Linked DNA regions of Pan troglodytes: region 1 is linked to region 2. Evidence: chromatin contacts called from public HiChIP or PLAC-seq data. All regions are on one chromosome and are shown on one strand. The core of a region is the stretch at or near the end of the contact, and the rest is flanking DNA. Distances in the headings are between cores, read along the strand shown.

The links. HiChIP or PLAC-seq counts read pairs in DNA pulled down with a chosen protein or histone mark.
Region 1: an H3K4me3 HiChIP or PLAC-seq map of stem cell-derived excitatory neurons shows a contact between it and region 2, with 6 times the contacts expected there. The contact joins the promoter of PASK here to the promoter of CROCC2 in region 2. A contact is called at or near these places in 1 of 7 Hi-C or Micro-C datasets (stem cell-derived neural progenitor cells) and 1 of 1 datasets of contacts at active chromatin or transcription factors (stem cell-derived excitatory neurons).

What each region holds. Positions count from the first base shown.
Region 1 is chr13:143,450,447-143,456,795 of NHGRI_mPanTro3-v2.0_pri, reverse strand. It overlaps PASK (PAS domain containing serine/threonine kinase), which reads left to right and starts at 3,777. Exons shown (of 18, transcript XM_009444720.4): 1 at 3,777-4,025. It overlaps PPP1R7 (protein phosphatase 1 regulatory subunit 7), which reads right to left and starts at 4,500. Exons shown (of 9, transcript XM_016950916.4): 1 at 4,395-4,500. The coding sequence starts at 4,398.
Region 2 is chr13:143,194,792-143,200,433 of NHGRI_mPanTro3-v2.0_pri, reverse strand. It overlaps CROCC2 (ciliary rootlet coiled-coil, rootletin family member 2), which reads right to left and starts at 4,334. Exons shown (of 31, transcript XM_024354729.3): 1 at 4,110-4,334. The coding sequence starts at 4,187.

The sequences.
Region 1 (6,349 bases), core at 2,528-5,027, 260 kb before region 2:
AGCCTCCTGAGTAACTGGGATTACAGGCACACGCTGCCATGCCCAGCTAATTTTTGTATTTTTTGTAGAGACAGGGTTTCACCATGTTGGCCAGGATGGGCTTGATCTCCTGACCTCGTGATCCACCCGCCTTGGCCTTCCAAAGTGCTGGGATTACAGGCATGAGCCACTGCGCCCGGCCAACAATGTCATGGTTCTGTCTCAGACGGCATACTAGTACCAATATTTGTGCTAGGATTTGCCTTCAGTGGAATTGGAAAAAACCACATCCTTTTTGCAAACGCCATCAATGAGTCAGCCTGCTGAGGGAGCACCTCAAAGAGCATATCCACCTGCCCTGGGCCACTGAGGGCCCCTAAGGAGCACGGCAGTCCTTCTCCAGACCGACACAGCACCCACACCCAGGGCCAGACCATGTGCAGCACAGCCCACATCCCCCAACCAGCAGATGTCCCCAAGGGAGCTGGGCCTGGTACCTTCTGGGTCCTCCTCCCCCCGCTCCTCCCCATCCTTCAGGCTCTGTTCACTGAGGTCGGCCACGATGCCGCTGCTGTGTTTCTTCCCTTCTTCATCGCCGGATTCTTCAGACTCGACCCGCCTGTCAACTGAACCCACACATGTCAATGAGAATTCACATCCACTTTATGGGACTTTGAGGAACATATAATAAACACCCGGTTGTAAGTCAAAAGGATTTCATTTAAACATGTTTGTTGAATCCAGTTCAACAAACATTTGAGTGTCTCCCATGTCCCAGCACCATTTGAGGCATATGGCCGCGGGGAGAATGGGGAGCAGAGTGTGGAGCCCACATGGATACTTAGGTGAGGAACACACTACTTCTGCCCTCAAGGAGCTTGTGAAGAATTGCCCAGTGTTCTGAAAGCCTTGGATCACCTGTGATTAAATCCACTAATGGAACCAGGTAGTGAAGCACCTCCTGAGTGCCCTTCACTTTTGGGCTGGGTGATCACCACTGTGACCCTTCTGCCACATACCTCCATCCACGCTCTACTATTCATCTGGCTAAGAAAACCAGCCAAGTTTACAGGCCCACGTTCTGAAAGAAATCAAGACTAACTCAAATCAGACTGTGGGCAGGGAGGATCACTTAGGAAAAGGAGAATACAGCCAATAGTGCTGACCGCCCACAGAAAGCTCATTGGTGTGAAATGAGCTTTCACACTGGACACCGGGCACTGGACAGAGTGTTAGCAACTTAAGGCTTTTAAAGGTTCATAAATATTTTTTGAACTAAAGAATAAGGCAATTCAATGTGTCAGGTAAAAATTCTTTGGTAAGGTTGTCAAATCATTTTTCTTTTTTATAACTTTCTTCATGACCTCTTTTGGAAGTCTGTCTGGAAAACATGAGGCACTAACACATTACTTGGAATTATCAACCATACTGAAAATACTCTTTCCTGACTATGGTTTATCTACAAAGAGATGTGCTCTTGAGGGAAAAAGTTCAATTTCATCTTTGTACTTCCTGCTTAGCCTAGCAAAGTAAAACCCAAGAAAGGACTGCTGTAGAAAACAAGTCCTTATAAAACCCACCTCTAAAACCTCCAAATCCATCTCTTCTTCCCTACCCCCGCAATGACGGTGGCTCACTTACTTATTAGCTGCAGCCTGGGCTCCTGCCCTGCCTCCTAACTCATCTCTGTGACTTGTCTTGCCCTGCTTAACCTATTCTCCCCTGCCAGAGAGTCTGATCTAATTCTAAAATCCAAATCTGATCTTTTGAGTCCAAAAGTATTTCTGGAATGCTCTTCCTGAGTTTGCATCTTGCTGCTAGAGATGCAGCTTTGGCAAATCGTTTCCATTTGAAAGCCTCAATCTCCTAGTCTGTGGAAGGGAGCTAGTATAGAACCTATGCCTCAGCAAGTTGCTGTCATGGTTACATTAGAAAAGGCACAAGAGCAGTTAGCAGGTGCATGACATGCAGTAGATATTTAACAAATTAGTCACCACCAGGCACAGGTCACTTGGTGGTCCAGGCTCAGGGAGAGAAAGTTCGACTGCATGACAATCTGGCACAAAAACCCCAGTAAGAGGAGGAGTGGTGTGAGGTTAGCAAAGGCTTAGCTAACGAAGGTTGGCCAAAGTGGAGCCTGAGGGCAGCAGAGAGGGTCTGGAACATGGGACAGTGGATCCGCATGTAAGAAAATGACTTTGGTGTACTGGGGATGATGGGCTGGTGAACAGGGACAATCAATCTAGCCTAGATGTGATGAAGGTCTGAGTTAAGGTACTGGCAATGGGAATGGAGGACGTATCGGAGATTTGGAGATACTTTCAAAAGTAAAAGTCAGAGCTCCTTGACTAATGGGACATGGGTGGGAGTGGGACAGAGAGAAAAGCCGGGCTTTTATATCTGTCATTTACCAAGACATGGAAACAGCTGAAGAGGGAGTGGGAGGATATGAAGAGGCACTTCTTAAAAAGACTCAAAGGGTATGAAGTCCAAGACCCTTAACACTACCGCCCCCATCCCCACCACATATGATTTGGTCAAACTCTCCTCCACACCTTTTGACCACAGTTTTCTTCGTCTTGAGTGATTCTTGTTCTTTTCCCTCACCCTATCCCCAACCTCGTTGCCTTCGAGTTATTCTTCAGGCTCCAGCTCAGAGCTCGCCCTTCTTCTGCAGCTGTCACCACTCCCAAACATGTCAGGCCTTCCTGCTGCACCCGCCCTCCTTCCCCAGCTCCACATTCCTCTTCCCTACCACTTTCACATAAGGCAGTGACTGCTTCTGGGAGGTCTGTACCCCTCACCAAACCATGGGACCCAAAAGTACTTAAGCACTTGATGACAGACACAACTGATTCCCCAGTTGCTAAGTGGGTGTGTGCACGCATGTTTCTACACATACTGTACATGCACGTATACGACTGTACCTACAGATATGCAGAAAATTATATACAAATACATGTGCACGTATAACATATACATATATGCATGTGGTTTTTTTTTTTTTCAACAAAGTGAATGAGGAGGAAGAAAGAAAGTTGAATTTAGACTTTTTGGAACTATGACAGCTTTGAAAACAGGTATCACCTTGTGTAACTCAATCTTCTGGTTCCTTGTTACCCCTTCCCAACAGTCCATTCGATTTCAAGAGAAGACCCTTCTCCACCCTCACCACGTGAACCAAGGAGCAGACTCTGGTAGATCCCAGCGCCTCAGTTTCCTCGTCAGCTGACCGAGGAGGCTCCCCCGCCCGTCAATCTCAGAGGCTCGGGGCGAGGCTCCAACGGGACTGAATGGAGCCACCGCGTCCCATTCAGCCCCACCCCCGGCCTGGCCTCGCGCCGCGGCTCTCCCCCTAGCTCTGGGTCCTTCCCGGCCGCTGCCGCCCACGGGCCGGGGATCCCCCGAGGTCCAGCGCCTCCCCCGCTCCCCCGGGTCCGGCTGTCAGCTGTCAGGGGGCCGCGCGGCGGCGGCCAGAGGCAGGACGTGGAGTTTCTCTCAGGCACGGAGCAGTTCCAGCCCGCAGCTCCCCCCGCCCGCTGGGCCCTTGGGCCGCCGCCCGCAGGGGCCGCTCACCCTCCATCATCTCCTGCGACTGTTGCTGCCCCGCGCCGCGTTCCGCCGCCATGTTGGCTGCTCTTCGCCTTTCCGGAATCTGTCGCCTCAGACCCCTCAGCCAATCAGGGCTCCCGCCTCAGAGCCGGCCCTGCCAATGGGATTCCGGCGCGGCGACTTCAGCCGCGCCGCGCCTGCGTGGGCCCAGCGCCTCATGGGAGTTGTAGTTCCGTCATGAGGCCGCGCGCCGCGCCTCCCCCAGAGCAGGTAATTTCAGGCAGCGGAGCCGGAACAGTCTGGAGGCGAGAAGCTGGGAAGGAAAGCAGAGGGAGTCGAAGCGGGACGCACAGAGCCGTAGCTGCAGGCAGACGGAGTGGACGTCTAGGCAGAGTGGAGAGACGCCCTGGGCTCGAGAGTTGACTTATGTCACTGTCTCGACCTCGGAGGCGTGGAGGGGCCGCGGGCCAGGCGGATCTTTCCGTGGCTGCAAGGTGCGGGCCAGTCCTACGTGCATCCCTGACCTCTGCGAGCCTCGCTGGCTGCGTCTGTACAATGGGCCGAACGGCAAGAGCAACAACATTCTCCCAGCGTCCTCGCGCGGATTTTACCCATGCGAAATGCCGCCTTCTCTTGACGCGCAGAGCAGGCGGGCAGGTGCGGGGCACTTGCGCTGGTGGGGCCGCTAGCCAGCTGGCTGGCTCCGGGGCGCCATCCGGGCTCCCCTTGCAAGCCGTTCCCAGCCCAGTGCGGACGCTGCAGCCTTCGTCTACCCTGCGGAGCCACCCGGCCCATGAACGAGCCGCCCCGCGTCCTCCGCCTTCAGAAAGAGGCCTCCAAGAGACGAGCTCTGCGCTACTCACCCATTTTGATCGCAAGTCGGGAGGAAACCGCATCCGCCCGGCCCGGGGGCGGAGGCGCCCATTATTCCTTTGGCTCCTCCGAAGCGCCGTAGGGGGTGTTTGGTGCGTCCCTAGCAACCGTTAGCGCGGGCTTCTGGACTCTGGCTAGCTTAGTCCCGCCCATACGCGCAAGTGGTTGGTCCGTGGAGCTTGTCAATCGGTGCGAGTCGCTGTGCGATTGGTCGGTGGGATAAAAGCGCGGAGGGGCTCCTTTCCGTGGTGTGTAGCCGGCTTGGCGTGACCCTCGCCGGATCCAGGTGAGATACCTGCGCTCGGGAGAGCGGGCCGGGCTCCGCAATCTCCCCAGGGCCGCTGTGGGGCCTGCGCGGCTCCGCGCCCCTGGCCCACGAGGATCCGCCGCCCGACTCTTAGACCAGCCCGACCCCGGGTCTCCCGCCCCTGCGCCCGTCGCCCTTCGCGCACCGCCGAGCCCGCGTCCTTTCCGTGCCCAAATCGCGGCGGGGTTTCGGCCGTTGGCCCTGGGCCCCGCGCCCCCAGCGTCTTCGGGGTGCCCTTCAGTGTAGCCTGCCCGGCGGGCGCCGAGGCCCCGCGCCTCGGGTCGCCTCGGGACCCTGCGCTCTCTTCACCGCAGCCCGCCCTGCGGGGCGAGCTCCAGGAGAACCAGCCCGGATCCCGCCAGCCTCCCGCTCTGGGCGTGTGGGTCCCTGCGGGCTCAGCCGGCGCCGCGGGGTCGGGGGCGCGCGCCGCCCGCGCTCGTGGTTACAGCAAAGACCCGGACTTGAGCCTTAATCTTTTCACTAATTTTTCTTTCCCAGAGTACGGCAGGGGCCTGCGCTGCCGTCTTGAGGCCTTTCTCGTCCTTACCTTCCGCATCTCAGTACCATTCGATGTCCATTTTTCTCTTAGGGGTTCCCTCTCTTCATCTTTCTGCTGCTACCTTAATTTAAGACTTTATAATTTCTTGCCTGGATTACTGTAGCCTTTCTCCTGCTTTCCAGCCTTGCACCGACATGGTCCCTGGAGTAATCTTTGTAAAATGCATATCTGGCCATGTTACTCCTAAGCATTGAATCCTTAAAAGTTCATTTTGGGGATAAAATTAAGACTTTGGGCAGGCATAGGAGGCTCTGGGCTCATGCTTGGCCCTTCCAGGCCCACGTCCACCTACTCTTCTGGGTACTGAACTCCTCTCTGGGAGGCTTTGCCTCTGAAAGACTTCTTCACTCTGCTTGGAAGGGCCCGGCTCTGCAGGTGCCTCCTCCAGGACTGACATGCTTGCTGTGTTCTACTGCATTGTTCACCTTGTTGGCCTCATCCTGAAACTGGTTCTCCTTTTTGTTGTACAGCTGTGCTGACAGCAATGGGAGCTGTTTGCTTCTTAGCTTATGTTCTGGTGGGAGGGGGACAGTTGCTTCTAGAAGTTCGCCGAGATGCTCCCTGCAAAGTTGTCCTTGCTTCTGTTTGGTCTGAGGTGGGGTCACTTGTGTATTCTGGAATCAAAACTAGCAATGGGAATATGGTTACTCGGTGGCACCATTAGGTGCTGTCTGCTGGGTTTGGGTTCCCGTGTCTGCAGCTCACAGTGGATACAAAGGACAATTTAAAAAATTTGGGCCTGGACGTGCAGGTATTTCTGGTTAATGTCTGAGTCAAAATTTAGTGATCTAAGGTCATGTGAAGCCAGGCTCTATTCTTTCTTGAGGCCAGGCTGTGGCTGTGGAGTGCACGGGAGGCTCCAGGGGCCTATGCTGTTCAGTGACAAACTGGCCCACGTGGACCTCAGACGCCCAGGAGGCACAGCGGGAAAAAGGATGCATCTTTCCTGCTGTCCTCCCCGCTCCCGCAGAGGGTCCCATCAGTTTCCCTCCTGGATAGGCTTGTAACTCTCAGTAACCTAATTAAACTTCCACAACTTTAGTTGGTATTTATTTACTTTCTCCATGAAGGACAAAAAA
Region 2 (5,642 bases), core at 3,085-5,584:
TCTGAGGTGGGGCAGCTTTATGGGACTGAGTCCTTAAACTGTGGGTCTGTGCCAGCTCTGGATGGTTAGGGTCCGAACTGGATTGAATTGCAGGACAGCTAGTTGGTGTCCAGGGAGGTGGGGAATTGGCTGGTGTCAGGAAAAACCCACACATTTGGTGTTAAAAGTGGTGTGAGTAACAACAGTACAGACAGATAAACCTTGCTTGGAGGGAAGTGTGTACGTCAGAGAGGAAAAGAAGCGGGAGGGTAAGACGGCGCGGTTACCACGGAAGACAGCATGACGGGTCTCCACAGAATTAAATGTAGACTCTCTGCGCGATCCAGCCATCCGCTTCTGGGCATCTGCCCGAAAGAATTGAAAGCAGAGGCTTGAAGAAATATTTGTACCCCGAGGTTCACAGCAGCATTTTCACAGCGGCCGGCAGGCAGAAGCTACCCAGGCGTCCATTCAGAGATGAATGAATAAACAGAGTGTGGTCCCTCTATGAGTAGAATATTACTCAGCCTTAAAAAGCAAGGAAATGCTGGCGCCTGCTACAACATGGGTGGACCTTGAGGGTGTAATGCTCAGTGAAATAAGCCAGCCACGAAGGGACAAATACCATCTGATCCACTTAGACAAGGCTGCTAGAGTCACCAAGTTCACAGAGACAGAGAGTAGGATGGCGGGGGCTGGGAGAGGGGGGAATGGGGGGGAATGGGGCGTGAATGTTGAATGGGGGCAGAGTCTCAGTTTGGGAAGATGAAAGTTCTGGGGCCGGGTGTGGCGGCTTACACCTGTAATTCCAGCACTTTGGGAGGCTGAGGCGCGCACATCGCTTGAGGTCAGGAGTTCGAGACCCTCCTGGCCACCATGGCGAAACCTCGTCTCCACTGAAAATACAAAAAATAACTGGGCATGGTGGCGTGTGCCTGTAGTCCCAGTTACTGGGGAGGCTAAAGCACGAGAATTGCTTGAAGATGGGAGGGCGGAGGCTGCAGTGAGCTGAGATCGCACCACTGCACTCCAGCCTGGGCGACAGAGACCGACTCTGTCTAAAAAAAAAAAAAAAAAGTTGTGGATGTGGATGGTGGTGATGGTTGCTCAACGCTACGAATGTGCTTAGTGCCACAGAATTGTTCCTAAAAATGGTTAAAATGGTCAGTTTTATGTTATGTATATTTTCCCACAATTTAAAGAAAAATGAAAAAATTTTTTAAAAATTTATTTTATTTTTTTTGAGACAGGGTCTCGCTCTGTCTCCCAGGCTGGAGTACAGTGGCGCGATCTTGGCTCACTGTCACCTCCGCCTCCTGGGTTCAAGCGATTCTCCTGCCTCAGCCTCCCGAGTAGCTGAGATTACAGGCGCCTGCCATCACGCCCGGCTAATTTTTGTATTTTCAGTAGAGATGGGGTTTCACCATGTTGGCCAGGCTGGTCTCAAACTCCTGACCTCAAGCGATCTGCCCGCCTTAGCCTCCCAAAGTGCTGGGATTACAGGTGTGAGCCACTGCACCCGGCCAGAAAAAAAGAAATTTTTAAAAAGGCTGAACAATCAATGAGTCAAGCACATATTTCCAGAAGTGAGATGAAGAACAAACCCAGAGAAACTGAAAGCGAAGGAAGAATGCATATGTAGGTTAAAGGAAGAATGCATATGTAGGTTAATGAAACACAAGATAAGAATACTATGAGCCGGTACGCGGCTCGTATCAGAAACGAGAAAGGGGATGCCACTTCGGGGCAACCACTTCCTCCCCACTGTGCCCAGGACTGGGGTTCCGGACCCAAGACTGTCTGGAGTCCTGGGAAACCCCTGTCTCGAGCCCCCCAGCAAAGAGGGACAGCTGGTTACCCCACAGATCCTGCAGACATCCAAAAGACAGGAAGAAGATATTGTGAACAACTTTTGCCAATTTCAACAACTTGAAAATTTGGATGTAATGGACAGTTTCCTAGAAAAATAGCACAAATCAAAATTCAAGCCAAGGAACGGGAGTCTGAGGAGCCCCCAGCTCTGAGGGGACTGGGCTTTCTGTGCTGGGTTCCTCGTCTGGGACTCTGCGCCGCGCTTCTCCATCAGCTGCGGGTCTGGTTGCTGGAGATTCCGAGGAAGGGCACACCCCCACCCCTCGAGGCAGTCACAGATACCCCCCACTTCACGGGCAATTTCAGGGGGCTTTGCATTCCCCAAGTCCGACTTGCTCACCCCAGGGACAGAGGTTGAGAGTTTCCAAGCCTGCCCCTTTACATCCAATTCCAGCTCTGGGGTGGGGGCATTCTGGGGTGCTGTGCAGAGGTTGCTGGGGGGCTTCCAAAGGAGGGGAGAGCAGCTGTGGCCGGAGGAAGAGGGATGTCAGAGAGGCTCCTCCGGGCCTGGGAGCATGTTCGCCATCCGTCCAGAGCCACCACCCCTGGTCACGGGGGGCCTCCTGCATCCTCAAGCCACAGCCTTCCTCAGGCCCTGCGGTCTCCCAGGCTGTAGCTGGAGGGTGGAGGGTCCCTACGGTTCTGCTGCCCATCTGGACAGCTGATCTGGGCGTCTGGCACCCACCTGCTCCCTGCTCACTCTGGGGTAATGGCATCAAGATCTCAATCACTACAGCAAAAATAACAGGTGTCAGCAGGGCAGGCAGAGCAGTCTTCACTGGGGCCTGCGTAGCCTCCAGATGAGTTTCCTGGGGACAGTGGGAATTTGGGGGCAGGCAAAGCAAAGCATCTCTCAGCCACATTTGCACAGTGCTCATGCCCCTGCCTGATGTCAGCACCGGCCTGGGTTCCCCCTCAGACCAGCCGCTAACCACAGCAGCTCCCTCCAACCCTTACGCCTTGGCTTTCCTGACATCCGAAGGGTTGAGAATCCTCACAGGGCTGCAGTGTCCTGTAAACGTAGTGTGCTGGCTCTCCAGCCTCCATTCACCAGCCCTGCTCTCAGAACTCATGGAGCCAACACCCAGGCAGAGCTGGCCGAGCTCCAGGTGGAGGAGGTAGAGCTCACCCCAGGTGGAGGAGGTAGAGCTCACCCCACGGCACCTCTTTGTCTTGTTGCATCACCTGATTCAAATATCCTGCCCTTGAGTCCTCATGCAGCCCTGTGTGTGAGCAAACCCTGCATCTACCCTGTCACTCGGTCACCTGCACCAGCTGTGGCCATTTCTCTTTTCAGGTGATCTGTATTGTTTGGATAGGGCCATGTCAGCCTGCCGTGGCATAGTTTTGAGATGCTAAGAGCTGGGTTAACAAGCAACCATGAGTAAGCCAGTTCGTCAGGGGTTCCCTGGGGTCCCGAGGGGTCCGTTGGAGGTGGGGCCGCCTGGCTGTGGTGGTCAGCAGCAGGTGACGGCAGTGCAGGGAGGAGGGATATCCGAGGTGGGACCGCAGGCTGGGTCCTAGGTGGGCTCTGGGAAGTAGGGAGGCAAGGGGAGAGGGACATGGGACAATTCCCAGCCACTGTTGTCACACACCAGGTGCTACGAAGACAGAACCAGAACATCTGGAAGCCACAGAATAGACACTAGGGCTGAGCCACAGCCTCCCACAAATGTGCAGCGACGGGAACACTGCCCCCGAGAGGCCCTGCTGGCCCCACACTTGGCCATGGGAGGGCAGTGAACGAGGTCCCAGAATGTCAGCACCAAGGGCTGCTTGCCCGTCCCCACCCCAGTGCGCAACCTGCAAACCCGTGGCTGCCAGGGACGCCAGTCACCTGAACGTCCACAGCCAGCAGCGGCCCCGGGCTCTCTCTCCACCCTGCAAACCTGTGGCTGCCAGGGACGCCGGCCACCTGAACGTCCACAGCCAGCAGCGGCCCCGGGCTCTCTCTCCACCCTGCAAACCTGTGGCTGCAAGGGACGCCGGCCACCTGAATGTCTATAGCCAGCAGCGGCCCTGGGCCCTCTCTCCCCAGGCTCTCTCTCCTGGCTGAAGGCTGCCTGTGTGTGCGTGCAGGTGCACCTGCTTGCATCCGTGACTGGCTGCACGCTCAAGGCAAACACGTGAGCAAGTGGAAAGTGCCCCGGGAGCCAGGAAGGTGCCTCCTGGCCATCCCCTCTCTTTGCCGCGTCCCTTCCAAAGTGTCCTGGCAACCTGCTCTCAGGAGGGTGCAGGGAAGTGACCACCCCACTGACCTGGATCACGGTGTCCAGCCCCAGTAGGGGCTGTTGGGAGGCGTCCCCATTGCCAGGCTCACTGGAGGCAGAGCTCATTGCAGCCCAGAGCGCAGGACCCCAGAGAAGGCTGGGCTTTGCTACCTGGCAATTCTCCTCCAACTGGCCAGGGTCTTCCTTGGTCCACGGGCCCCACACCTGTGTGGCACCTGGCTCTGCAGTCTTGTGTCCCGAGCCTGGGCACCCAGTTGCTCTTGCCCTGTGGGTAAGACAGTATGGCCAGCTGAGCCCGTAGGCGTTGCTGTGGCAACCGGGACGCTGAGAGCTAGGTTTCCCTGGAAACAGGAGTGCAGGACCCTGTTGCTATGGGGACAAAGGAACGCTGTTGGCTGGAAGCAGTTTTGCCTGGAGACCTGGAGACGCCCTGGGTAAAACTGTCTACCTGAGCAACGGCACCTGGGAGGGGCTGGCCTTTCTCCCAGACACCCCCTCCCGCATTCGCTCCAGGGGGAGCTGTGTGCTTGCTGGACACACGGCAGGCAGAGGCAGCACGCAGATCACTGGTCTTCCTTGATCTGGACTCATAAACTATGACTTTTGAAAAACATTTGTCAAAGAACGTAGTGGTCGTCACAGGTGGTGGACTGAGGCCTGGAGAGGGACGCTGCCTGCCTGAGGGGCAAAGGAAGCTTGTCTTCCTGGCCTTGCACCTGTGAGTCCTTCTGGAGTCTGACTCCCGCTAGAGCCCTTCAGAGTCACCTGCCCATGGGTCCACCCTTGCCCTGGGAAGCTGCACTGTTTCCCACCCTCTGGAATCGGAAAGGACTGCCAGCCACCCTGTCCGAAGGGGAGAAGGCCCTGGTCAGCATGCATGGTGGAGGGTCTGCAGAACTTGCCCACGGCTTCCCACCCCAGGGGCTGCCAGGGGCTGTCTGGATGCCAGGGCAGGGCAGCTTCCCATAGGTGAGGCAATGGGAGAGGAGCAGGGCCATGCCTGCCACCTCCAGGCCGGCTGTCCCTACAGACGCTGAGCTCTGTGGCTCGGAGCCTGGGCCTCCCGGGGCCTCGGATGAAGTCAGGTGCCTGGCAGGCAGCCATGCCAGCGTTTCCGCCCCATTCCACTCCCTCTGGGGCTCCTCATTCTGAGCTGGGACCTCCTTGAGCTGATGCTGGCAGGAGTCCCTCTGGGGAAGGGACAGCCGCAGAGGTGGGCCCTGTAGCAGGAGTGGCTGCCCTCCCATGAAAGGCTGCCCTGTTCAGGGGCCTCTGGGGACGGGTACATCTCCGAGTCTCTCAGAGACCCAGGTTCTTGGAGCCAGCCCAGGAGACTGGGAGGCAGCCTGCCCAGCAAGGCCACAGGGGCCCGGGCAGTGGAGGTGGATGCCAACTTGGGGGACTGCATGTTTGTCCCTGGGGCTGCTGAGAGAGGGGCTGAGGGCCCAGGCCACCTCCTCAGAGGCGAAATTCAAGAAGCAGAGGCACCTGTACTCAAAAGGAGCCCTCCCAGAGAAACGCCTGTGCTCTGTTCACCCCCACTCCTGAGGACAACCTCCA